Regions from separate parts of the Mus musculus genome. Here regions 1 and 2 are each linked to region 3. A link is a contact called in public promoter capture Hi-C data. All regions are on one chromosome and are shown on one strand. The core of a region is the stretch at or near the end of the contact, and the rest is flanking DNA. Distances in the headings are between cores, read along the strand shown. Region 1 holds the start of Mafg (v-maf musculoaponeurotic fibrosarcoma oncogene family, protein G (avian)). Region 2 holds the start of Ppp1r27 (protein phosphatase 1, regulatory subunit 27). Region 3 holds the start of Cybc1 (cytochrome b 245 chaperone 1).

What was found. Promoter capture Hi-C pulls out the DNA fragments that hold promoters and counts their contacts.
Region 1: a contact with region 3 is called in a promoter capture Hi-C map of liver, with 3 times the contacts expected there. The contact joins the promoter of Mafg here to the promoter of Cybc1 in region 3. A contact is called at or near these places in 7 of 39 promoter capture datasets (the 3T3-L1 cell line, 3T3-L1-derived adipocytes, the C10 cell line and 4 more), 2 of 484 Hi-C or Micro-C datasets (both in embryonic stem cells) and 3 of 115 datasets of contacts at active chromatin or transcription factors (bone marrow-derived macrophages, memory CD8 T cells and pancreatic cancer cells).
Region 2: a contact with region 3 is called in a promoter capture Hi-C map of pre-B cells, with 2.1 times the contacts expected there. The contact joins the promoter of Ppp1r27 here to the promoter of Cybc1 in region 3. A contact is called at or near these places in 6 of 39 promoter capture datasets (the 3T3-L1 cell line, 3T3-L1-derived adipocytes, embryonic stem cells and 3 more) and 1 of 484 Hi-C or Micro-C datasets (embryonic stem cells).

What each region holds. Positions count from the first base shown.
Region 1 is chr11:120,632,041-120,636,476 of GRCm38.p6, reverse strand. Mafg (v-maf musculoaponeurotic fibrosarcoma oncogene family, protein G (avian)) reads left to right here and starts at 2,930. Exons shown (of 3, transcript NM_010756.3): 1 at 2,930-3,115. Gm17586 (predicted gene, 17586) reads right to left here and starts at 2,727. Exons shown (of 3, transcript NR_165823.1): 1 at 1,985-2,727.
Region 2 is chr11:120,549,034-120,553,039 of GRCm38.p6, reverse strand. Ppp1r27 (protein phosphatase 1, regulatory subunit 27) reads left to right here and starts at 1,908. Exons shown (of 3, transcript NM_026814.3): 1 at 1,908-2,176; 2 at 2,278-2,428; 3 at 2,711-3,065. The coding sequence starts at 1,987. The coding sequence ends at 2,834. It overlaps Mcrip1 (MAPK regulated corepressor interacting protein 1), which reads left to right and starts at 3,313. Exons shown (of 5, transcript NM_001033231.4): 1 at 3,313-3,383.
Region 3 is chr11:121,227,636-121,231,959 of GRCm38.p6, reverse strand. It overlaps Cybc1 (cytochrome b 245 chaperone 1), which reads left to right and starts at 2,651. Exons shown (of 7, transcript NM_144832.2): 1 at 2,651-2,921; 2 at 3,490-3,632. The coding sequence starts at 3,548.

The DNA.
Region 1 (4,436 bases), core at 1,681-4,180, 600 kb after region 3:
AACACAGTCAGCTTCTGCGGACATTCCACACATGGGATTAAAACGAAAACGCGTTCCCGTAATATTTCTGTGGTTTTCAAAGGAGCCAAAACTCCAAAACTGTCACTACAGGAGGGTGGGTGGGGTTGATCAGTGAGAATTAGCCTGGCAATGGCTATCCTGTAGTAGCTGCCCCCGGGACCCACGGCTGGTGCTTCCTAAATGACACTTGAGCAGGTGGTAAGGAAGAGCATGAGAAAGGACAAGTCCTGATGTGACTCTGAATGTCCTGCCAGGTCACCACAGTGGGTGATGTCTCCATAGCCCAGTGCTATACTCACCCTTCTAGTCCCTCTTAGCAGTATTCAGGAAGTGGCTCAGACGTCCTCCCTTGGACTACCACCAAGTGATGAAGATAGAGAACTCATGGATGCACTGGGCCTCTGACTTAATATCTCCTGGTGTATGTGTGTTGAGGGTTGGGCTATAGTCTGGTGATTGAGCATTTGCCTCACAGTGGGGGACGGGGGTGAGGGGGGCTGAGGGCTTGCCAATCACGATGCATGCCTGAAGTCCCAGTTAACTTTTTCCCCCCCCTTCTCTTTGTTTTCTTGAGATAGGGTTTCTCTGTGTAGCCCTTGCTGTTCTGGAACTGTATTTGTTTGTTTGTTTGGTTGGTTTTTCGAGACAGGGTTTCTCTGTATAGCCCTGGCTGTCCTGGAACTTACTCTGTAGACCAGGCTGGCCTTGAACTTCCAAGTGCTGGGATTAAAGGTGTGCGCCATCACCACCTGGCTAGAACTGTTTTTGTTTTTTTGTTTATTTTAAGATCTATTTACTATTATAAGTACACTGTAGCTGTCTTCAGACACACCAGAAGAGGGCATCAGATCTCATTACAGATGGTTGTGAGCCACCATGTGGTTGCTGGGATTTGAACTCAGGACCTTCGGAAGAGCAGTCAGTGCTCTTAACCACTGAGCCAGCCCCTAGAACTGGTTTTTATAGACCATGTTGGCCTTGAACTCAGAGACCTACCTGCCTCTGCCTCCTGAGGACTGGGGTTAAAGGCCTGTGCTAACATGTCCAGCAACTCCCAGCTACTCTTGGCTGCAAGGCTTTGCAGCTAATCTGAGCAACAGAAAAAAAGGAAAGAGAGAAAGAAAGAGAGAAAGAAAGAAAGAAAGAAAGAAAGAAAGAAAGAACAAAGCGGATGTGGGAGCTCATGGCTGTGGTCCCAGCATTTGGGAGGCTGAAGCAGGAGGGTTGCTGCTGACCAACAGAGCCTATAGACTAAGACCCTATCTCATAACTAGAACAAGAACAAAGGGAGGGAGGATGAAGATAAGTAACAGAAACCCAGAGGTCTTGTCTCAGGGGTTTTATTGCCATGAAGAGACTCCATTCGGCAGCTCTTCTAAAGGAAAACATCTCATTGGGTCTGGCTTACGCTTTCAGAGGTTTAATCCATTATTGTCATGGAGAGTAGCAAGACTGAATCAGGGCCGACTTGCTGCTGGAGGATGGGCTTAGTTAGAGTTCTGCATTCTGAAGGCTGCAAGAAACTGTAAGTCACACACGGGCATAGCTTGAGTATATAAGACCTCAAAGCCTGTCCCCACAGAGACAATCGTCTTCCAACAAGACCACACCTCCTAATAGTGCCATTCCCTATGGGCCAAGCATTTAGACACGGCATTTAGAATTCATGCAGGCCATTTCTATTCAAACCACCACAAGGCATAAGGAGTAATTCTCTGTATTCTGAGACTCTGGCTACAGCCAGTGAAAGATAAAAGCTCCCCCCCCCCCACTCCCCAAAGAAATACAATGTAAAGAATTACTTTTTGAGGCTGGGTGTGGTGGCACATGTTTTTAATCCCAGCACTAGAGAGGCAGAGGCAGTCGGATCTCTGAGAGTTTGGGGCCAGCCTGGTCTAAACCTTGTCTCAAGAAACCAAATTTGACACAAAGGACACACACAGGCCCCCTCCAGCCTGCTTACCCCCTTTTCCTTGTCACCTATGTTACAGAACGAGTCACCTTTTCACGATTCCCAGAGAAGACAGGGTCAAATAGAACGTTCAGAACCTCGAAATGAAAACTTGATCCCTCCTACTTTCCTTCTTTTTTACTTTTTCAACAGCAGCGAGAAGTCTCACAGAAAAAGTAGCAGCAGAATGCACCCAAAGTAGTTTCAAATGCGGCAGAGAAGGGTTGGGCAAAGTGCACAACTCCTACAGTGCACGCACACTACCCGAAGAGATGGTCCACGGCCGCAGGTGAAGCCCCTAGCACCCTCCGGAGATTAGAATCATTAGTGAGCGTCCTCCAAGCCTTCGTGTCATCGTGGATAGTTTGGGGATCTGAGCTGGGGTTGGGGCTGTGCCCCTCAACAGCCGTGTCCTTTTCAGACTGCTGACCCATTTAGAATGAGGACGTCGCAGCAGAACGGGGTAAGGAACTAAATCACTGTGTCACACCTTCAAAACAGCAAATAGGTTCCCGCGTGGTGACGCTCATCTGTGAGTTCCGCTTTCAGGGGGCCGAGGCAGGAGCATCTCAGGGAATTGAAATCCAGTCTGCTCGCTGTACAGTGAAACTATGCATCCAAGTGAAGAAAATCAAACAAACCTCCCATAGACCTCGGTCTGAGTTGGTGTGGAGATCGGGAGGGAGCTAGAGGCATCCGAGTTGGGGCCACTCCGTAGAACCTGTCTCTGCAGGAGCACGGTCAACCCGGCGAGCGCCGGGACGACTCCCGCGAGACATTGCCAGGGCGCGGCGGGCGTTGCCAAGGGCAACGGCGCGGGGCTGCGCAGGCGTGATGGGGGCGCGCTCGCCTTGCTGCCGCCTCGCCTTTCCCTTTAAGCTTAGGCCAGCCGCGTCGCCGCTTCATGAATGGAACCCACGTGACCAAACATCATGTGACGTCTGAGGAGCGGCGGCGGCGGCGGATTCTGAGCCCGGTCCGGCCCGGCCTTCCCAGCGCGCTTGGCCCGGCCCGCGCAGGCGGCCAGTCCTCCTAAGCCCCCGGCCCGGACCCTTCGCGCCCGCCCCAGCCCCGCGCAGCCCCGGAGCGCGCGCGCGCGGCCCCGCCCCAGCCCCGCCTTGGCCCGCCCGGGCCCGCAGTGTGGTGAGTGCGCGGGGCTGGGGCGGGCGGCGGGGCCTGGCCTCGGGGTTGCGGCGCACCCGACGGCAGCGCGTGCCTTGGTTTCCCCGCCAGCCGGCTGTTCGCCTGTGTCCCCCTAGAGCCGGCGGACCGGGCGACCGCGAGGCTGGGGACGGGCGTGCGCGCGGCGGCGGACCCCGGGTGCCCTGCGGGGGGCGCGATTTAAGGGCGAGCTGCGCGCGTCTGCCCGGGTCAGCGGGGTGGCCGCACCGAGCTGCTGACTCATCAGGTGTCCGTCGGCTTCCGCGCGGGCGGGGTCGCGCGCGGGCCCACAGGGGAGGCGGCGGGGAGACCCTGCTGCGCGGCTTGGGCTCGCCACGCGGGTGCGAGCCCAGCGGAGACGTGCTGAGTCATCAGCATGAGGTCACTCGGTGCTCCTGCTGACGCTGGGCCAGGGCGGGGGGCCGGGGCCCGCTATCGGCCGGTCTAGTCGGGAGACAGGGCTCGATCCGGGTGGTGAAGGTCGGGCCGGGATCCGGGGTCGTGTTTAAGTTTGACAGACCTGTGAGTTGGAGGCAAAGGCTCCGAAGGAGGCATTGCAGGGGCGCGCCGCAGGTTTCTCCCGGGGTGGAAGGTAAAGCCCCGGGCGTGCGCATCCTTGCCTGGTTCTTGGGCTCCTGGCCCGGGTCCCACAACTGGGGCAGTTCCCCAAACCCGGAGACCGATCGGTGTACGCTGAGGGGAGGAGCTTAGGTGGGCCGAGCCAGCTCGTCTGGGAAGCAAGCTTTCCTTCTCTGTGACCCTGAATGGCCAGGCTTCGTCGGTCCTAGATGGGGAAGACCGGGAGGCAGGGGGAGAAGGGTCTGTGGCTTGAAAGAAGCTGGGGCAGCTCTAACCAGCTAAGGAGAGCAGAGTGTGGATCTAGGCAGCTGGTGAGAGTTTTTGAGGTGCAACCATGGAGTAGAAGATGTAGTTTTATTTATCCCAATGTTATTCCTTTCAGAAGAGTTTGGGGTCCCACTGTTGCCTGGAGTTACCAAAAAGTGTGTGTGCCCTGTTGGGTGTCTGGAGACTCTTGGGAGGTGACAGTTTTGTGGGGTGTGGCTGAATGGCTGTTTACTGACTTATCTGTCGTGAAGGTTCTTGAACTCCATCCTACTGCTTTCCTTGCCCAGGGATTCATGTCTAGACTGTGCTTACCTTGTGGTTTGTGCTAAGGGATGTCCCCTTAACCCTGAGCCCTGAGGCTGCTCATAGGTGCAGTGTTTTTTTCATTTGGTGTGGAACTTGCCCTATGAAACTTCAAGGTTCCAGAAAATTGTTAAACTCCGGAGGCACTGTGCTT
Region 2 (4,006 bases), core at 659-3,158, 680 kb after region 3:
CCCTGACAGGCAGGGCGTTCTCATTCAGTGTGTCTTGGAGCCAGTGGACCTCGGCTTTACACCTACAGGGTGTGTGACATGTTGGCTTGACGATGGCTGGAAAGCAGCCAGGTGATGTAAGGCCCACTGCTAACCACACTGCTGTCCCAGCTCGCCAGCCTGCCAAGTCTCTGTCCAGGCACAGGCCTCTCACGATCACCTAGCAATCTCATCAGTATAGTGAGTGGGTTGTCTCCAGTCTCACAAATTTATGTCCTAGCTCTCAATACTTTTTTTGCAGTTGTTTTGAGATAGGTTGTGTGTGTGTGTGTGTGTGTGTGTGTGTGTGTGTGTGTGTGTGTGTGTAACAGCCCTGCCTGTCCTGGAACTCTGTTAGATCAGGCTGGTCTCAAACTGAGATCTGCCTGCCTCTGCTTTCTGAGTGCTGGGATTAAATAAAGGTGTGCAACACTGTGCCTGGCTGCTCTTGATACTTTTCAATGTGACTGTTTGGGTAATAGGATAAGGTCATATTGTAGTGCACTGTGCCCTAAATCTTTGTAAGAACATTTATGCCTTTGTAAGGAGCTATCTGAGCCAGATGTGACAGCACAGGCCTGTAATTCTAGCACAATTTTGAGGAGCCTGAGGGAGAATTCTGAGTTCAGGACTGGCCAACCTGGAAAACAACTACCTTCCCTGGGGGTGGGGGGAAATAAAAAAAGTAATGGGGTAACTGACTGTGGTAGTGCACCCTCGTAAACTCGCAGGTGGTAACTGAGGGCAGGATGCTCAGGAGTTTGCCTGAGTTACAAAGAAAAGTGTATGTGTGGGGGCATAGGATTTGGACACAGGCGTAGACAGCAGCGTTAGATATGAATGGAGGGATTGTGTGATACTTTTAGAAGCCAAAGAACACCAAGGACTGAGGCTGGTAAACTCTGGTAAGCTTGGTGCAAAGGCTCCCTCAGAACCTCAGAAGGAGCCCTTCCTGGTATGAGGCTGCCAGCCACTGCAACCATGAGGGTTTAAGTTCTGGCTTAACCCAATCTGCAGAGTCCACCATTAGCATTCAGGGATGCAGGGGAAGCTGTTGAGTTGGGAGCTATCTGTAGCTCCACAGCCAAGCTTCTGGGCTCCTCTGGCCCAACTCTGTTCTTGCATTCTGTCTACCTGGTAGTCTCATACCCCCAAGCCAAGCATCGCCTGACACCACAGTTGAACCTGTTGTAAAAGCAAGACAGCTGGCAAAGAAGCTGCAGGAAGCTTTGTATGGGGTCCTTCCCTTTCTTCACCCATAATGGAAACCATCCCCTGACTCTTAGGATCAGACTGGATATCTTCAACATGAGTCCATAGGCTGTCCAGAAAACAGAGGCAGTATGTGTGTGTGCTGGGTGAGTCCCATAGGACTAGTAGTGTTGATCTGTCTGTAGAGTTGAGATGTCAGTATGATGCACCCTAAAGGCAGTTTTGGGAATCTACTCTTGGAGAGGTGAGAGTGACACATTGGGAAATGGACAGGGCTGTGACCTCCTAAATGACAATGGATTGGTGCTCTTCAGATGGGGAGGGAGCTCAGCTCCCAGTAGGTAGACAGGTGATCCATCATCCTTTAAGCTTAGACCCTCTTGATGCCCTTGAGCTCACATCCACAGCTTTCTTCATGGACTCTCTCCTAGTCCTTCTGTCCTCTATAAGGCACCTTCTAGGTCCAGCTGCGGAGAGGGAGTAGTAGCCAGGAAGGATCTGACCCCTTTGGCCGGACATAGTGACAGGTGTGCTGAAAGATGAGCCACTAAACATGATCCTGTGCTCAGGGAGCGCGGAGCAGCTCAGTTTCAGCCCCTCGCGTCTGCAAGCATGACTGCGTGGCTTTATATAGCCTCGCAAGCCCTTTATAAGCTGGAATCGAGGTTCTGTCGAGCAGGAGAGCTTACACAGATCTGGTCTGGTAGGGACACTTTCTCACTCATACCCACAGAGATAGCCCACCTCAATCCCAGGATGCCCAGCCGAACGGTCCGCTATGCTCGCTACAGCCCCCGACAGCGGAGGCGGCGGATGTTGGCCGATCGGAGCGTGCGCTTCCCTAACGATGTTCTCTTCTTGGACCACATTCGACAAGGCGACCTGGAGCAGGTGGGACGCTTTATCCGGGCTCGGAAAGTCTCCCTAGACACTATCCATCCCTCAGGTGAGTAGATAACTGAGAGTCTGGCCTTCTGTCCATAAGGAGGCAGGGGAGATCCTCTTCTGAGGGTTACAGCTTTGACCCTGTGTTCCCACCCTGCCCAGGACTGGCTGCTCTGCATGAAGCTGTGCTCTCTGGAAACCTAGAGTGTGTGAAGTTGCTAGTCAAATACGGGGCTGACATTCACCAGCGGGATGAGACAGGCTGGACACCACTGCACATCGCTTGCAGTGATGGGTACCCTGACATAGCCAGGTGAGACTATGGAATGTGGTTCAGAGGTTTCATCCTAATCTCTCCAGGTGGACCCCCCCAAAATATGGCTCTGAGGATGTAGGCATCAACTCAGGGATTCTGGCAGTTTCTACCCGATTGCAACATTAGAGCAAGCCGGAAAATCTGGCCACAGCTTCCAAGGGGTCAGGTTTCTTCCTCCTCACTCTGCCTGGAAAAAACAAACAGGTGACCCCAATATTCTAGCCTTTTGGCCCCGGAGTGGGCTGAGTAGGCTTTAACCACCTGCCCTTCACACCTCAGGTATCTCATCTCTTTGGGGGCAGACAGAGATGCAGCCAATGATGATGGCGATCTGCCCTCCGACCTTATTGACCCGGACTTCAAAGACTTGGTGGAACTCTTCAAAGGAACCAGCATGGACTGAGCCAGGAGAGCCCTTTGGGGCTTGCGCCTCCTTGGAGAAGTGGCAAGCACCTTGCCCCAAGGACTAGAGTGCCCACTGGATGTGCAGTGAGGCAGCCAGGCTGGTTAGGACTTGTGGGGAACGACCCTCTTGCCCCTATACCCATTTCTCTGGCCTGGCTTTTTCTCCAGGTTTGTTTGTTTTTTAATGGTGATACTTTTTACTTTTTCAATAAACATAATTCCCAAGCTGTGATGATGACTTGATTAGCGCAGTCCAGTACAAAACCATCGCCAGGTACGCGGGGGCTCGCTGGCAGCGCAGGGCCGGGGAAATGCGTGTCCGGGGCCGGTGCGCCGATGTTCTTGTTCAGAGATGCCCGGCAACCCCTCCCTTCCCCCGACACCCACCCGTGTTTCCGGGACGACCTCGCGCGCCTCCGACCTCGCCGCACTCCGTTCGCCAGCGATCACGTGGCCCGCGCCGTTTGCGCCTGCGCGCCGCGTCACTTCCGGCCGGCCCACTGGAAGCGGCGGCGGCGGCGGCAGCGGCGGCGGCGAGGAGGGCGAGGTGAGGAAGGCGCGGCGCGGAGGCACGGCGGGGCGGGGCGCTGCAGGCTCCGTGGGACCTTGGCCGCCCCGCCCCGCCCCGCCCTGGTGTCGCTGGGTCGCCTGGCCTGAGCGGGGAGAGACAAGGCCGGTGTCTCCACGGAGTGCGGACGTGGCGGCCGCCCCCCCACCTCCCCGGGAACCGACGCCCGCGGTCCCGGGGCAGCCTCTGAGGGCGCTCCCTGCTTTTGAGCTGCGCAGGCCAGCCTCCCCAAACCGCGCCGGTGTCCTTGCCGGCTACCTGCCCTGCCCACATCCCAGTTGTCCTGATGCAGTGGCTCTGCGCAAGCCCGGGGCCTGTCTGTGGGCAAGCTGGACATGCTGGTGGCCGGAAGTATCGTACCCTGTTGACAAAAGCAGCCCAGATCCTGGGGTGGTCGTCCGAGATAAAATGGTCTTCCCTCTGGACGCCATGTTTCAAACACAGGGCAGGCTCAAGCAAAGGCCCCCAGTGAGTTGAGATCAGCTGGTGGATTTCTGGGGAGTGTCCAGGACGTTTAGACAGCGATGTGACAGGAGTGCAACGAGAGCCAGGTCCTTCAGGAGAAGGAGTCTGGGTTTGGGTCCATTTAGGGAATATCTAAT
Region 3 (4,324 bases), core at 1,402-3,901:
AATGCAGAAAGTCCCCAAGGATGCAGCACACAGAGACCAAGCCTCAAAGGTGACAGAATGGCAGTGATCACAGCATTCAGCTCAGCTCAGCTCAGCAGGAACTGTGTCAAGCAGCTGTGCTGGCTTTGTGACTGTCACTGTTTCCAGTCGATGTGGCTGTGCCAGAGCTTTCCAGGGTGGAGATTTCCAGGGTGGGGATTGGTGAGGTTTCAGTTCAAGCCCAGGGATTGGTGGGATTTCTAGTTTAGGGATTAGTGGTTTTCATGCTCAGGAATTGGTGGGGTTTGATAGAGTTTTCAAACCCAGAAGTCGGCTTGGATCTTTTGGCCTACAGGTACAGGCAGAGGTGTCACCTACAACAAACCTATTAGGGGAAATAAATTATTGCTAGACTGTGTGATCTCCAAAGTTAAGTGTTTTTTAAAAATTAACTAAAAGCAGCTAGATATAGTGACACACACCTTTAATCCCAGCACCTAAGAGGCAGAGGCAGGAGGACTCTGAGTTGGAGGCCTGCCTGGTCTACATAGTGAGTTCTAGTGTAACAGGGCCCCAGGCCTTAGCACAACTGACTCACGATGGAGGTACCATTCAAGCTGTAATCTCGGCACACAGCACAGTCATGGCTAACATTATGTTCATGGCTAACGCTAATGTTATGTTTACAGTTTAAAATCTCTGGGCTTTTTGAGAACTGCAAAGCAAAATTAGACTTCCAAATGTTAAGGGCTGTTAAAGGTTACTTTTTAAATTTCTGTTTCTGCTTCGGTAAATAAAGCTTGTTTTGCATAAGAGGACCTTCTGCTTGTACTAGCACAGAATGTAACTTGTGGTTTTTGCCTTTATAAACCCCTGACTGAGGTGACTGGGGACTGCATTCAGGAATTCCGAGTCCTGGGTGTAGACCTGGTGCCAGTCTATAAATAAAAGCCTCTTCTTAAACTGGGCAGTTCCCAGCACTCAAGAGACAGAGGCAGGTAGATCTCTGTGTATTTGAAGCTAGCCTGGTCTACAGAGTGAGTTCCAGGACAGCCAGGTTTTGAAAAAAAAAAAAAAAAAAAGGAGAGGGAGAGATAAAGAGAAAGAGAAAAAAAGAAAAAAAAAGAGAATAAATCCAGCTTTAAACTGAGTATAGCAGCGTGTGCTTTTAATTCTAGCACTCGCAAGACAGATTGGGCCAGATCCCAGAGTTCCAGGCCAACCAGAAATACATGCACACACTCACACACGCACATCATACAGACAAGCAAAAACAACAAAAAACAGGGATCGAGAGTTGGCTCAATAGTAAAGAGTACTAGCTACTTTCCCAGAGGTCCTGAGGTTCAATTCCCAGCAACCACATGGTGGCTCACAACCATTTGCAATGGGATCTGATGCCCTCTTCTGGTGTGTCTGAAGACAGCTACAGTGTATTCCTATACATAAAATAAATAAGTAAATATTAGAGAGAGACTGCCTCATCCAGTTTTCTCAGTATATACTGTAACTATAAATTGACAAAACTTCAAGGGTCATGCTGTGTACTTTTATAAAGTCATTATAAAATTAGGAATCCCATAACAAGTAGATCTAAAGAGAACGGTAAAGTAATGGAAATCTCTGCTCCAGCATGCCGTCCTAGCACCCACAGATCATCGTAGGTATGTTGGAGGCAAACTACAAAATAGGAACATGTGATCCAGGTTTTACGTCACTAGTTATTGTGTGTTAGGTCTGAAAGAAACCGGGGACAAATGGCTAACTGAGGTGCCTATTGACCATCAAAGTAGATGATGGCCATGCTCTCAGCAAGTACCTGTTACAGAGTCCTGACTCCTCAGCTCTTGCCCACTACCCTAGACCTCTCTAACCCTGCCCAAGCCCCTGCCTTCCCTTCCCTTCCCTCCCCTCAACTCCCCTCCCCTTCCCTTCCCTTCCCTCCAACTTCTCTTTGCCTATAAAACCCAGACATCGTGACTACGTGCTGACATCTGACATCGTGACTACGTGCTGTCTGCCCTCTTGGTCTTTTGTCTCCATCTCGCCTCTCTTCATCTCTTACTCTGCCCCTCTCTCTTTCCTCTCATGGCTCTATTCTGCTGGACATGTTCAACCAGACGCTTCCATATGTGCTTTCCCTCACATTTACAATAAGAAACTCGTCAACAATACCTAGGAGTGGCCATGTCCCCACTTTCATTTATTGTGCATCTTTTGTTAGATTGACCTCGGGTAGTCAGATCATGTTTGCTATACCTTAGGCATCTGGTGAATATGACCTCTTATCATTTCCTGAAAATTACAGATCTAGCCAGGAGGCGGTGGCACACACCTTTAATCCCAGCATTCGGGAGGCAGAAGCATGAAGATCCCTCTGAGTTCCAGGCCAGCCAGAGCTACACAGAGAAACCTTGTCTGGAAAACCCAAAAAACCCCCCAAAAACAAACAAACAAAAAAACCCAATCCAGATCCACTCACTCCCCAGGCTTCTAAACCACGCCCATATCCTGCTTAACTAGGAAACCTCCTTGAGTGACATCTTTCTTGGTTGGCCAAGGGGCTAAATTCAGGTGCCCTACCTGTCCCTGTCCCCAGGAGTGTGAAGCACAAAGGCACAACCCCCGACTGCGTAATCACTCAGTCTCCACCCCTGGGAGGTTCCCACCCAGCTCTTATCCCGGAAGTCTGCGGAACAGAAGTCCGGAAGTTCGAGGGGCTGTTCTCTCCCACTCATTCTCCTACAAGTCCCTCGTTGTCCGCATAGGTGCGTGTCCTACAACTTTTCGGGTTCCGACCCGCCGAGCCCTGTGCGGGTCATCGCTTGCGGATCTGGACCAGGCGCAAGGCAAATTGAGGAAGCCGGGCGTGTGCACTCCGGAGGAGGAGCCAGCGTAACGGGCCGCTAGTGGAGCTTGTTGGTAACTGAAGCCAGAGGGAGGCAAGTTATGTGCCTAACTAGGATTCTTGAGGATGTAGGGTATGAAGCTTGATTGCCCCTGGGAATCCAAGGAGCCACTCAGAACTGGGGCCTTGGGTGTTAATCTCCAGACGTCCTGCCGCAGTGTCCCATTAATTCGGCGCATTTGGGCCATTGTTAGGTAGTCTGGCGTCAATAACAGGGATCTGACAGCTTATGAATGTAGAGACTCATACACGATGGTACTTTCACTTCCCGTTCTTGGTGGGAAGAGTTGTTTCTGGAAGATTCGGGTAAGGTGCCGGAAGCCTGAGTTGTGTGTGTGTGTGTCGGGGCGGGGGAGGGGGAGGGGGCTTACTAATGGAACAACTTAAAGATAAGAGTTCAGTCAAGAAAAGGGTTCACAAGACTGGGGGCTTGGAAGTGAGTTCAGACCAACACCAAATTTGTGAGCTGTGTAGCCCCGATGCCCATACATAATTGTGAGTTAAGTGGGCTCATAAGAGAAAGGTGTTCGGGGTCTGCTGTGGACCTTCCCCTGGCCTCCTGACTGGACTAATGAGGTGCTGCCTATGTGCACTGGTTGCAGGCTTCAGTTGTGTTTTTCCAAGCCTGGTCGGCTGTGCAGTAGAGCCCAGGTTCCAAGAATGTATATGCAGGTGGAGACACGCACCAGCACCCGCCTCCATCTGAAGAGGGCTCCAGGCATCCGGTCTTGGTCCCTGCTGGTCGGTAAGGCTTCCCACCCCCCACCCCACCCCCAATCTAAAAAGCGACGTAAACAGCTTCTTTGTGTTCTATTAGAGGTTCTCAATACAAGGCCTTGATAAAGCATGTTTCATTAACCCTCAGGGTGCCTTTTCTTTCAGATGGCATGCAGGACCGACCCCCTTGCATGCTAGGCACACTCTAACACTGAGATACCCTCCCTGCCTTGCAAGCTGGGCACACTTCTTTAACACTGAGATGCCCTCCCAGCCTATCTGCTTTTTATGAGGTCACTATAGTTTTCCTTCTGTGTGACAGGTGATCATGGGTTCCCATCTTTCCTCTTCCCTGGCTCAGACCTCTTCATAAGCGCACTTAGCCTCTTCCTCCATCGCTGCCTGTCAGAAGGCTCTTGTATCTCAGGGACAGGTGCACTTGTGTTGGCTGGGCTGTACAGTCTGAGGTGAGGCACTAGCTGTGGCTTCAGCAGCATCTCTGCAGTCTGTCCTTATGATATACACATGCTTTTCTGCATGTTATGCTCGGGTGTTGTTATAATTCTGTAAGTAGTCTTCATCCCTCATCCCATGTAAGCAATACCTACCTCAGGGTCATTTGTGCGTTTGTCATTTGTTTGCAGACAAGTCTGGTGAATGCCATGATGGGATATCTTGCTTTTTATTTAATTTTATTTTTAAACTATGTGTGTATCTATA